2 separate regions of the Zea mays genome follow, and region 2 is linked to region 1. Evidence: chromatin contacts called from public Hi-C data. All regions are on one chromosome and are shown on one strand. The core of a region is the stretch at or near the end of the contact, and the rest is flanking DNA. Distances in the headings are between cores, read along the strand shown. Region 1 holds the start of LOC541700 (6-phosphogluconate dehydrogenase 2). Region 2 holds the start of LOC100277773.

What was found. Hi-C and Micro-C count contacts between places; a contact is called where the count stands out from the background.
Region 2: a Hi-C map of bundle sheath shows a contact between it and region 1, with 2.3 times the contacts expected there. The contact joins the promoter of LOC100277773 here to the promoter of LOC541700 in region 1. A contact is called at or near these places in 3 of 25 Hi-C or Micro-C datasets (bundle sheath, leaf and tassel).

The regions. Positions count from the first base shown.
Region 1 is chr6:67,035,760-67,040,341 of Zm-B73-REFERENCE-NAM-5.0, forward strand. It overlaps LOC541700 (6-phosphogluconate dehydrogenase 2), which reads right to left and starts at 2,163. Exons shown (of 2, transcript NM_001279373.2): 1 at 2,013-2,163; 2 at 1-1,354. The coding sequence starts at 1,343. LOC100272751 reads left to right here and starts at 2,590. Exons shown (of 9, transcript NM_001360110.1): 1 at 2,590-4,045; 2 at 4,139-4,276; 3 at 4,404-4,508. The coding sequence starts at 3,083.
Region 2 is chr6:67,741,892-67,746,473 of Zm-B73-REFERENCE-NAM-5.0, forward strand. It overlaps LOC100277773, which reads right to left and starts at 1,916. Exons shown (of 2, transcript NM_001151257.1): 1 at 1,379-1,916. The coding sequence starts at 1,848.

The DNA of each region.
Region 1 (4,582 bases), core at 913-3,412:
TGCACCAGGTTGGCAGGCAGCCTGTCCCTGCGGTAGGAGTCGAAGTAGGCCAGGCTAGCGGACATTCCCGGGGTGCTGACGCCGTTGTTGATGGCGAGGCACACCACCCTGCGCCACGCCGCCTGCCTGTCCATGATCTCCTGCGCGAACTCGGGGTCTACGAGCAGGCTGGCGAGGCCCGGGTTCCTGTCGTAGGCCTTCTTGATGCGGTCCAGGAAGATGGCGCGGATGATGCACCCGCCCTTCCAGATCCTGGCCAGCTCGCCGAGGTTGAGCCCCCAGCCTTTCTCCGCGCTCTTGGCCTTGATGATGTTCATGCCCTGCGCGTAGCTGCAGATCTTGGACGCGTACAGGGCCTGCCTCACGTCCTCCACCAGCTGCGCCTTGTCCACCGGCGAGCCGGTGGAGTAGTAGTCACCCTGGAAGATCTTGGAGGCCTCCACCCGCTCGTCCTTCAGCCCGCTCAGGAACCTCGAGTCCAAGGACGCCTCGATCGTAGGAGCGGCCACCGACAGCTCGGCGGCCTGCTGCACCGTCCACTTCCCTGTCCCTTTCATCCCGGTCTTGTCAAGGACCTTGTCCACCAGGTAGCCATCGCCATGCTCGTCCTTGATGCCAAAGATGTCGGCCGTGATCTCGATCAAGAAGCTCAGGAGCTCGCCCTTGTTCCACTCGGAGAACACCTGGTGCAGCTCACTGTTGGTGAGCTTACCGACCGACTTGAGAACGTCGTATGCCTCGGAAATCAGCTGCATATCGCCATACTCGATTCCGTTGTGAACCATCTTGACAAAGTTGCCCGATCCACCTTTGCCAATGTACGTGACACACGGGCCACTGTCAGGGACCTGAGCAGCCACCTTGAGGACAATGTCTTCGACGTACTTGTAAGCCTCGAACGAGCCTCCGGGCATCAAGGACGGGCCGTTGCGGGCACCCTCCTCTCCTCCAGAGACACCCATGCCAAGATACAGGAGGCCGCGCTCCTCCATGGCCTTCTCCCTCCTCTCCGTGTTCTCGTACCACTCGTTCCCCCCATCGATGATGCAGTCGCCCTGCTCCAAGTGAGCTGCGAGCGTCGCGATGGTCTGGTCAACTGGCGCGCCGGCCTTGACGAGCATGATCACCACCCGTGGCTTCTGAATGGACTTCACAAAGGACGCGGGGTCATGGAAGCCGTAGACGGGAAGGTTTCCTTCTGCCTTGGCACGCTGCACGGTCTCGTCCACCTTGGAGGTTGTCCTGTTGTACACAGAGATGGGGAACCCTTTCTCTGCAATGTTGAGGGCAAGGTTCTGCCCCATGACCGCAAGGCCAGCAAGACCGATTCTTGTGAGCGCCATCTCCTCCTACACTGAGAAAAAAAAATCTATTTCATACATAAGCCGAGCAGGACCCTGGAAACAAAATCTATTTTCATGTACCAAGGTTAAGCGGCCGATGAGGTGAATACATAAGCCGAGGATCAAAGATCATACGCTGCCCTGCGAGTCACAGGGCCGGCTACATATAGGTGTATAGGATGAAACCAACTGAATTTCTTTGAGACGAAGTAACTGAATACACAGCACCGCTAGAGGCGAAAAGAGCAAGAAGGCAAGGTAATGCGTCTCTCTGTCCCCTGGCCGAGTAAACAGTTTTCTAAGCTAAACAGTTTTCTAACTAAACAGTTTTCTAAGCTAAAGCCATTTTGTAGATCGTTTGGCAGAGAAAAGAGGTGTTTGACAGGACTCTAACTTATTTTCAAAGAAAATCCAGAGCGGAAGCCCTCTAAGTTCATCGACTTGCTTCCATGGATCTGGACCGGCAGGCAGCAGAGTAAAATCGGCGATCGGAGCTAGCAGCGCAATCATCTGGATCTCTACACGAATTCAACCCCCAGTCCCCATGCTTCGGGAACAAGAGGACCCAAAGGAGACAAAAAAAGAAAACCTCAACGCGGTGGAACTGAAATCCGGGGAGGACGGAGCTGGAATCGGACAGGGTGCGGAGATCGGGATCCGAAGCCTCACCTATGGAGCTGGCGCGCTGCCGAGTGCCGATTCAGATGCGGAGTTGAATTGGCGATGCCACCACCGTCCGGCCACCTACCTCTCTTTCACTGACCATCGGCCTTCCCTCCCCCACCACTTAAATCGCCAATCGGGCAGGGAAGGTGCCTTTCGCACCTTGCGCAGCAGCCGCTTGGCGGCTTTCGGGGTAGTTGTTGACGAGCGGGGGCAGGCAGCCACCGACGGGTGGGCCCCTTCGTGGTCGCCTGCTCACACCGGTCCCGTCGGCCGCCGCAGCCCGCAGCCCGCAGCCCGCAGCCCGTGAACCATGGCTCGGTTGGTGCTTCTGACGCGGCGGGCCCAACACCCACCCGGTTCCCACTCACGCCAGGGGCCCGGTGGGCCGTGGTGGCAGGGTACGATGGTTGGTGGTGCTCTGACGCAAGCAACTCATCATTCACGCGCGGCCTGCCGTTGCTCGACCGGTCCCACCTCCACCGCCAGCGGCCAGTGCAGTCGTGGTCTTCCTCCTCCTGCGTGTCCTCGTCCTTCTTCATCCGTTTTCCCACTCTGCGTCCGTCCGTCCACGTCCATCCATCCCCATTCCATTCCCCGGTCAAACAAACTGCCCAGAGGAAAGTTGTAGCGCCTTTCCTTTCCTGCAAGTCCAGCGTCGGTTTGATAAGATAATGCGGGCGGGGCGGAGAACGGCAGTTCCCACGCTGCCCAGTGCAAAGATGTGTTGTTCGTTGCTGACTGACTGACCCGAGCCGCCGAGCGGGAGTCGTTGGGGGGCCCCGCCCGGGCCTGCACCAGCACCGCCGGTTGCGGTTGCTGGTTGGCTGGCCACGACCGCCGCTAGTGCCAGTGGAGGGGTTGCATTTCTTCTCTCTGACCCAGCCTGCCTCTCGTTGGACCGGTCGTCGTCGAGGCCACTCCGTTCACTCCACTCCACCCAGGGGTGGGTCGGGAATTGAATTCCCCGCCGTCTCTACGCCTGCTGCCGCGGGTGGAAAATATCTATCTGCACCGGGACGGACTAGTCGCCCGCGCGCAAGGTGCTCGACGGATTGCTGCTACACCGGGCAGGCATGGCGGCGGGCCGGGGCGACTGGGAGGACATGGTGCGCCGGATGTTCCCGCCGGGGACCACCATCCCGGAGCCGCTGCCCGACATGGACTACTCCTTCGCGCTGACGTACAACGGGCCGGACGTGTCGTACGAGCTCCCGCGGATCCAGCCCGTCTGCGTCCCCGCCATACCCACCGCCGAGCCGGCCTCGGGGCCCCTGGGGCTCGGCAGCGGCGTCGTGCCCGTCGCGCCCGTCGTCGGCCCTGCTGCGGCCCGTGCCCGTGCCAACCCGCCGGCAGCGTCCCGGGCTGGTGCTGCTGATCGCCGTGCCGCGAGGATGACGCCGTCGGATTCCTCCGATGACGAGGAGGACGACGCCGGCAGCTCCGGCTCCCGCTCCACGAAGGCCTCGAGGCCTGCAGTGCCGGAGGGGAGGCGACCTCAGGTGGTCACGTTCGGGGTGCCGGAGGAGGACAGCGGCGGCAGGTACGAGAGCAGCGAGATGGACGGCGGACACGACGCGGCGTCCGCCGAGCAGCACGTCGCGGTGACGAGGCCGGCCGAGAGGAAAGGGCGGACCTGCTGCCGCCGCTGCGGGAAGAGCAAGTGGGAGAGCAAGGAGTCGTGCATCGTCTGCGACGCGCGCTACTGCGGCCACTGCCTGCTCCGCGCCATGGGCTCCATGCCCGAGGGCCGCAAGTGTGTCACCTGCATTGGCCAGCCCATCGACGAGGCCAAGCGCTCCAGGCTCGGGAAGGGCTCTAGGATACTGTCTCGCCTGCTCGGCCCCCTGGAGGTCAGGCAGATCCTCAAGGTCGAGAAGGAGTGCCAGGCGAACCAGCTCCGGCCTGAGCAGCTCCTGGTCAATGGTTTCCCTCTTGACGACGAGGAGATGACCGATTTGCTTAGCTGCCAACGACCTCCTGGGAACCTCAAGCCTGGAAGATATTGGTATGATAAGGAGTCAGGATTGTGGGGAAAGGTAATTCTTGTCGGTTTGAGAAAACCGGTTTCATGCAACCTCAGCTTCTCCAGCTGCTGATAACGTTATGTTTCTGCTGACATATACTCGTAGGAAGGTGAAAAGCCAGACAGCATCATTAGCACTAACCTCAACTTTAACGGAAAGCTTCAGCCTGATGCTAGTAACGGCACCGCTCAGGTTTTCATTAACGGGCGGGAAATTACAAAGATTGAACTGAGAATTCTAAAGGTGTCAATTGTTCCTTACCATTGGTTTTCCAAGAATATGATGATTGAGAGTTGCTACTGAATGTACATTGTAGTTCTGTTTCACTCCTCTAACCAAACCGATCACATATTTACTGTCTTTCATGCAGATTGCAAAAGTCCAATGCCCCCGTGATACTCACTTCTGGGTTTACCATGATGGTGGCTACGAGGAAGAAGGACAAAACAATATCAAAGGGAAAATATGGGAGTCAGTATGTATCTTGGTCAAACATTCCTTTTTGGTTTTCTAAACATTGTTAATTAACATGTATTGTCGTTTCGTTGC
Region 2 (4,582 bases), core at 666-3,165, 710 kb after region 1:
AAGTGAGACAAGCAATGTACCCCTCCCCTCTATGCCAGCTAGATCTATCAGCCAACAGATGCGTAGATTGCAAAAAGAAAATTACTGCTAGGATGAGTAGTAAATGCAAAAAAAATGTGGTGAGCATTGCATCCCCTCACAATTCTGATGCGACGGCTAGAAGCTATCTGAAATATGGTTCAGGGTTTTTCTGCGCAATTTAATGAGACGCACAGCACAGGCTTCCTCTTGGCACCTCATAAATTCCTCTGCCCCTTTCCCATCTCAGCAGTACCCCCCATTTCAATTTCACCACAACGTTGCCAAAGATTTTAAATAAATTTTACAGACACACCCCTAGGAACTGTTTGTTTGACCTTATCCTCCCAAGAAATACTGTGACCATCCTCATCTGATGACAATGACAAAAAAATCCAATGTGTCCATGTCTAGAGAAAAATAAGAATAATAACAGAAAAAAAGAGAGATGGGTGGGTATGATATGCGTCGCTAATCTGCTAGTACTCTCAGCTAGATAGGACGAAACAGTAGCATCTTTTGGAGCTTTGCTCCTGAATCTCTTATCTGCTACCAATAATTGACACCACGGAAACAAGGAATCTCTGAGGAATCAGGGTCCTTTTTTTCTTTTAGGTTTTCTTCTCTTCTGCATATACAAGATATATCGACTAAGCCATGAAAAATCTAGTCTTTTTTCTTCGATTGAGCTTCTTCTTCACGTTTAGGGCACGGGGTAGGTAAATAGCCTCGGCAGAAGATGGAAGAGCAGCCATGTTCAACATCACAAGATGAATAGGACCAACAAAAACAAAGCTGGGAGAAAAGCAAAAAAAGCTTGTTTTCTTGGAGTGAAGGGTGTAACGTATGCTTCCTTGTTTGCTAAACAAAACAAGATGTGTTTTTAAGAAGGCATCAGGTGGGGAAACCCCAAAACAAGACACCAGCTTAGAGCTCTTACCGCTTAGACAAGAGAGGGAAGTGGGTAAACACTACACACAGGAGAAGAAGAAAATAAAAGGAAAACTCACTACAGTAGCTCAAAGTTTGAAAAAAAAGAGGTAGAAATAAATCTGGAGAACACATCTGGCTTGTTCAGTAACCCATGGTTCTTGGACAACGGAAAAGAGACAGAAAAAATACAGTAAGAAAGAAACAAATCACTAAACCTCCGAAAAAATACAGTAAGAAACAACACAAACAAATCACTAAACCTCCTAGAAACAAACAAAAACACCGTCTAGCCTCCCCCTAAAAAGAAAAAAATAACTCAAAAAAGGGATGGCGCGAAAAGAGAGAAATAAAGGTTGTGAAATAAAGGGAAAACCACAAGATTTAAGGAAGCAGGGCGGGGGAGGGAGGAGTGTGCTGCGTGTCTTACATGGACATCTCGTGGACGGAGCAGGTGACGCCCTTGAGGGTGTACTTGGGGTCGGGCGTGAAGTCGGAGTTGGGGAAGGCGACCTGCGTGATGATGGCCGGGAAGAGGACCGGCAGCAGCAGGTGGGTGATGAAGTAGGAGCAGAAGCCGTAGATGTACCAGCCGACGAGCTCGACCACGGCCGGCGGCTCCTCGGGTATGACGTAGGCCGGCGCGGCCGTCTCGCGGCGGTACGCCTCCCTGACCACCTGGATCTCGCGGGCCGTCTCCTCCCCGGACTGCGGGGGCGCTCCGCCGTTGCCGCTGCCGGCGCCGCCGCCATTCTTGCCGCCGTTGCCGTTGCCGTTCTTGGGGACGGCCGCCTTCTCCTTGGCCGCCGCAGCAGCCGCCGCCTTCTCCTTGTCCTCCTTCTCCAGAGCCTCCCGCATGCTGCTCCGAGGCTGCGGCAATGGCTGCTGCTGCTCCGACATTGCTCGCCCCGCCCTCTTCTCCCTCCTCCTTTAAGCGAGAGGGCTGCTGTGGTAGCTGGAGCTGGGAGGACTGATAGGAGAGAGAGGGCGACGAGCTATGCGGAGGAAGTGCAGTGGTTCTTTTGAGGCCTCTTGGGCTCTGTTCTCGCTTAGGTGAAAAGAGAGAGAGAGAGCAGCTAGCTAGCTCAGCTCTGGGGGTAGGCAAGTGTGGTGTGTGTCCAAAAGGTGGCGGATTTGAAACCTGGGATTGAACTGAGGTTTTGGGAGAGGGGTGGGGAGCTGGAGGAGTAGAGTGAGAGGAGAGAGGACTGCTGCTGCGCTGTGCTGGGGTTGGGAGCCGGAGGGAGGGAGTGGTGCTCTCGGCGTTCGGCCAATGGAGAGGAGCTTTTATGGGGGTGGGGTTCTCTGCTACGGGGACCAAGCCAGCGTGCACACAACTACACACTACACTAGTTGTTGGTGTTCATGAGTTGGCCTTTGGTTGGTGTCCGTGCTTTTGGTTTGGCCCGATGCCCCCCGCGCACACAAAAAATGATCTGTTCCTTTCCGGATGACGCTCACAAGCGAGTCAATATGGAAATCCAGGCCATGCTGTTCTTTTGTGTGAATCCAGCCATGTAGCATGTCACGAGCATAAATAGTAAGTAAGCAATCCACATACTTGACAAAACATTCGTATGAGATAACCCAAAAGGTTTGGCGTTCTTGTACGCTCTAGAACGGTGACCACAGGGCAAGATAACGGTCCCTTTGGTGGAAAAAAATGAAGGGGATTTTACGAGGATAGATTCCCTTATTATTCAAAATTAAATGGTAAGGGATAGATTTTCTTGACAAAACCTTATTTTCCTGTCCACCAAACTAACCCTAAAAGTTTAGTTGGTATTGTAGTTTTCGACCTCGCTTGGAATAAGGTTTTGTTGTCATAACCTTTTCCTTTCTACCCCGCCCTAAGTACCATACATGACGCATATAACATCACAAATTCTGCGAGAAATACAGCAAATTTTAGTACTGTTACCACAGCAGGGCGTACTGTCCTCGAGTGGGGTTGGGGACCTGTAGCAAGCAGTTCCTGGCATGTGTGTATCTGTGGTGGTGGGCCTTTGGATACTCCCTAGCTCTCACATTTCGCTTGCCGTGCTCTGCTCCCCAGCCGAGCCGTTGCAGCAGAGGTGGTGGTGGACCGCATCGGCGCTTTGAGAATCGCAAACTTTGTTCGCATCGGTTTGTTTTTTCTACCGAGAAACATATCTCATTTACATGAGATTTTGACGATGCACATGAATTAATAATAATTTTAGCAAAAAAACATACAAATTAGTTTTCATCATACTTCAATTATTTACAAAAAATTAAGTTTAAATTCGTTATACTTTATCTGTAATTAAAAAAGAGAGAATATTTTAGCCAATTTTATAAAAAAAAAAGTTAAGTATAATGAATTTGAATTTGATAATTTTTATATAATTGGAGTAGGATGAAAAAAATGTATGCTTTTATTTCAGATTTTTTTTGAAAAATTTGTTAATTCATATACACCATATATATATATATATATATGCATATGTTCCCTTAATTTTCTACCACCCTCCGTCCCTGTTCATATCCCTTCACCACCCGGACCGACATTTCATTTTCCATTCTATTTCCATGAGGCCAGGCGATGCAGGCCCTCACAGGCACACAGCACAGGCGTGCAATGCGCTCTCAGCGGCCCGTTGGCGTGAACAAGATGCAACCGTTAGATAAGGCCAGGATTTGCGTGAAAACGACGAATCGCAGACGATGACACGACAGGGCACTACAGCCGGCCGGCCCGGTCGTTTCCGTTCCGTTATGTTCCTCGATCTCTCCGTGCCATGCGAGTGTAAACACTTGTACTAACTGGTAGTGGTAGTGAGAGGCTTTGCCCCCATGCAGCTCCAAGAAGCATGGTCACATGCATGCTACTCTCTCTCAGGCCTACCTGCAATATACAGCTGCTCTCTCGGCTTTGGGAGAACGAGGCAACTCACAACAGCAGCAGCAGTAGTGACTAGTGAGTGATATATGCAAGGAGAGCTGGAGCGGCACAAAGACGACGATGGAAAGAAAGAAGGGGGAGAGAGAGAGGAGATGGACACCCAGGCAGCTAGAAATGCCTGCCTGGCTGCCACTCGCCCTCTCATCCATCATCTACCACCTCAAACCATTGCTGCTGCAATAATATACTAATTACCTGTATTATATCATAGAGCATGAGATGAAGCCCCCCGCCGCGCGCGTCTTGGATTCCAACTAGGGCGGAGAAGGGGAAAAGGGCGCCGCCGGCAGCTGCGCAATGATGCCGGCAGCCGGCACGCCCGCTGCTTTCTCTTTCCCGGGCGGCCCTTTTGACTCCCTCCCGGGCCCCCCTCTTCATCTCTCAGTCAGTCAGACAGACGGCAGGGCCAGTCGTAAAGAAGAGGAAGAGCTTTACGTAGTACTTAGCAATTTGCACTGCTAATGATATGCTGGCCATTATATTGGCAATGACAGCTGGTGTTGCTGTTCCCCAGGAGAGGAGAGGACAGAGGAGACCCCCTCGATCTCCATAGCTTATTAGCAGGCCAGCATCTGCGTTGCAACAATCGCGCCCTTGCAGCTGTCAATGAAATACCAGCTGGCTTGTAGTATTTCTTTCTTATCTTAAATACATCAGAAAAAGGTTCAATGGAGTAGTTCTCTTTGTTTTTTTTTTCCTTCCACTATC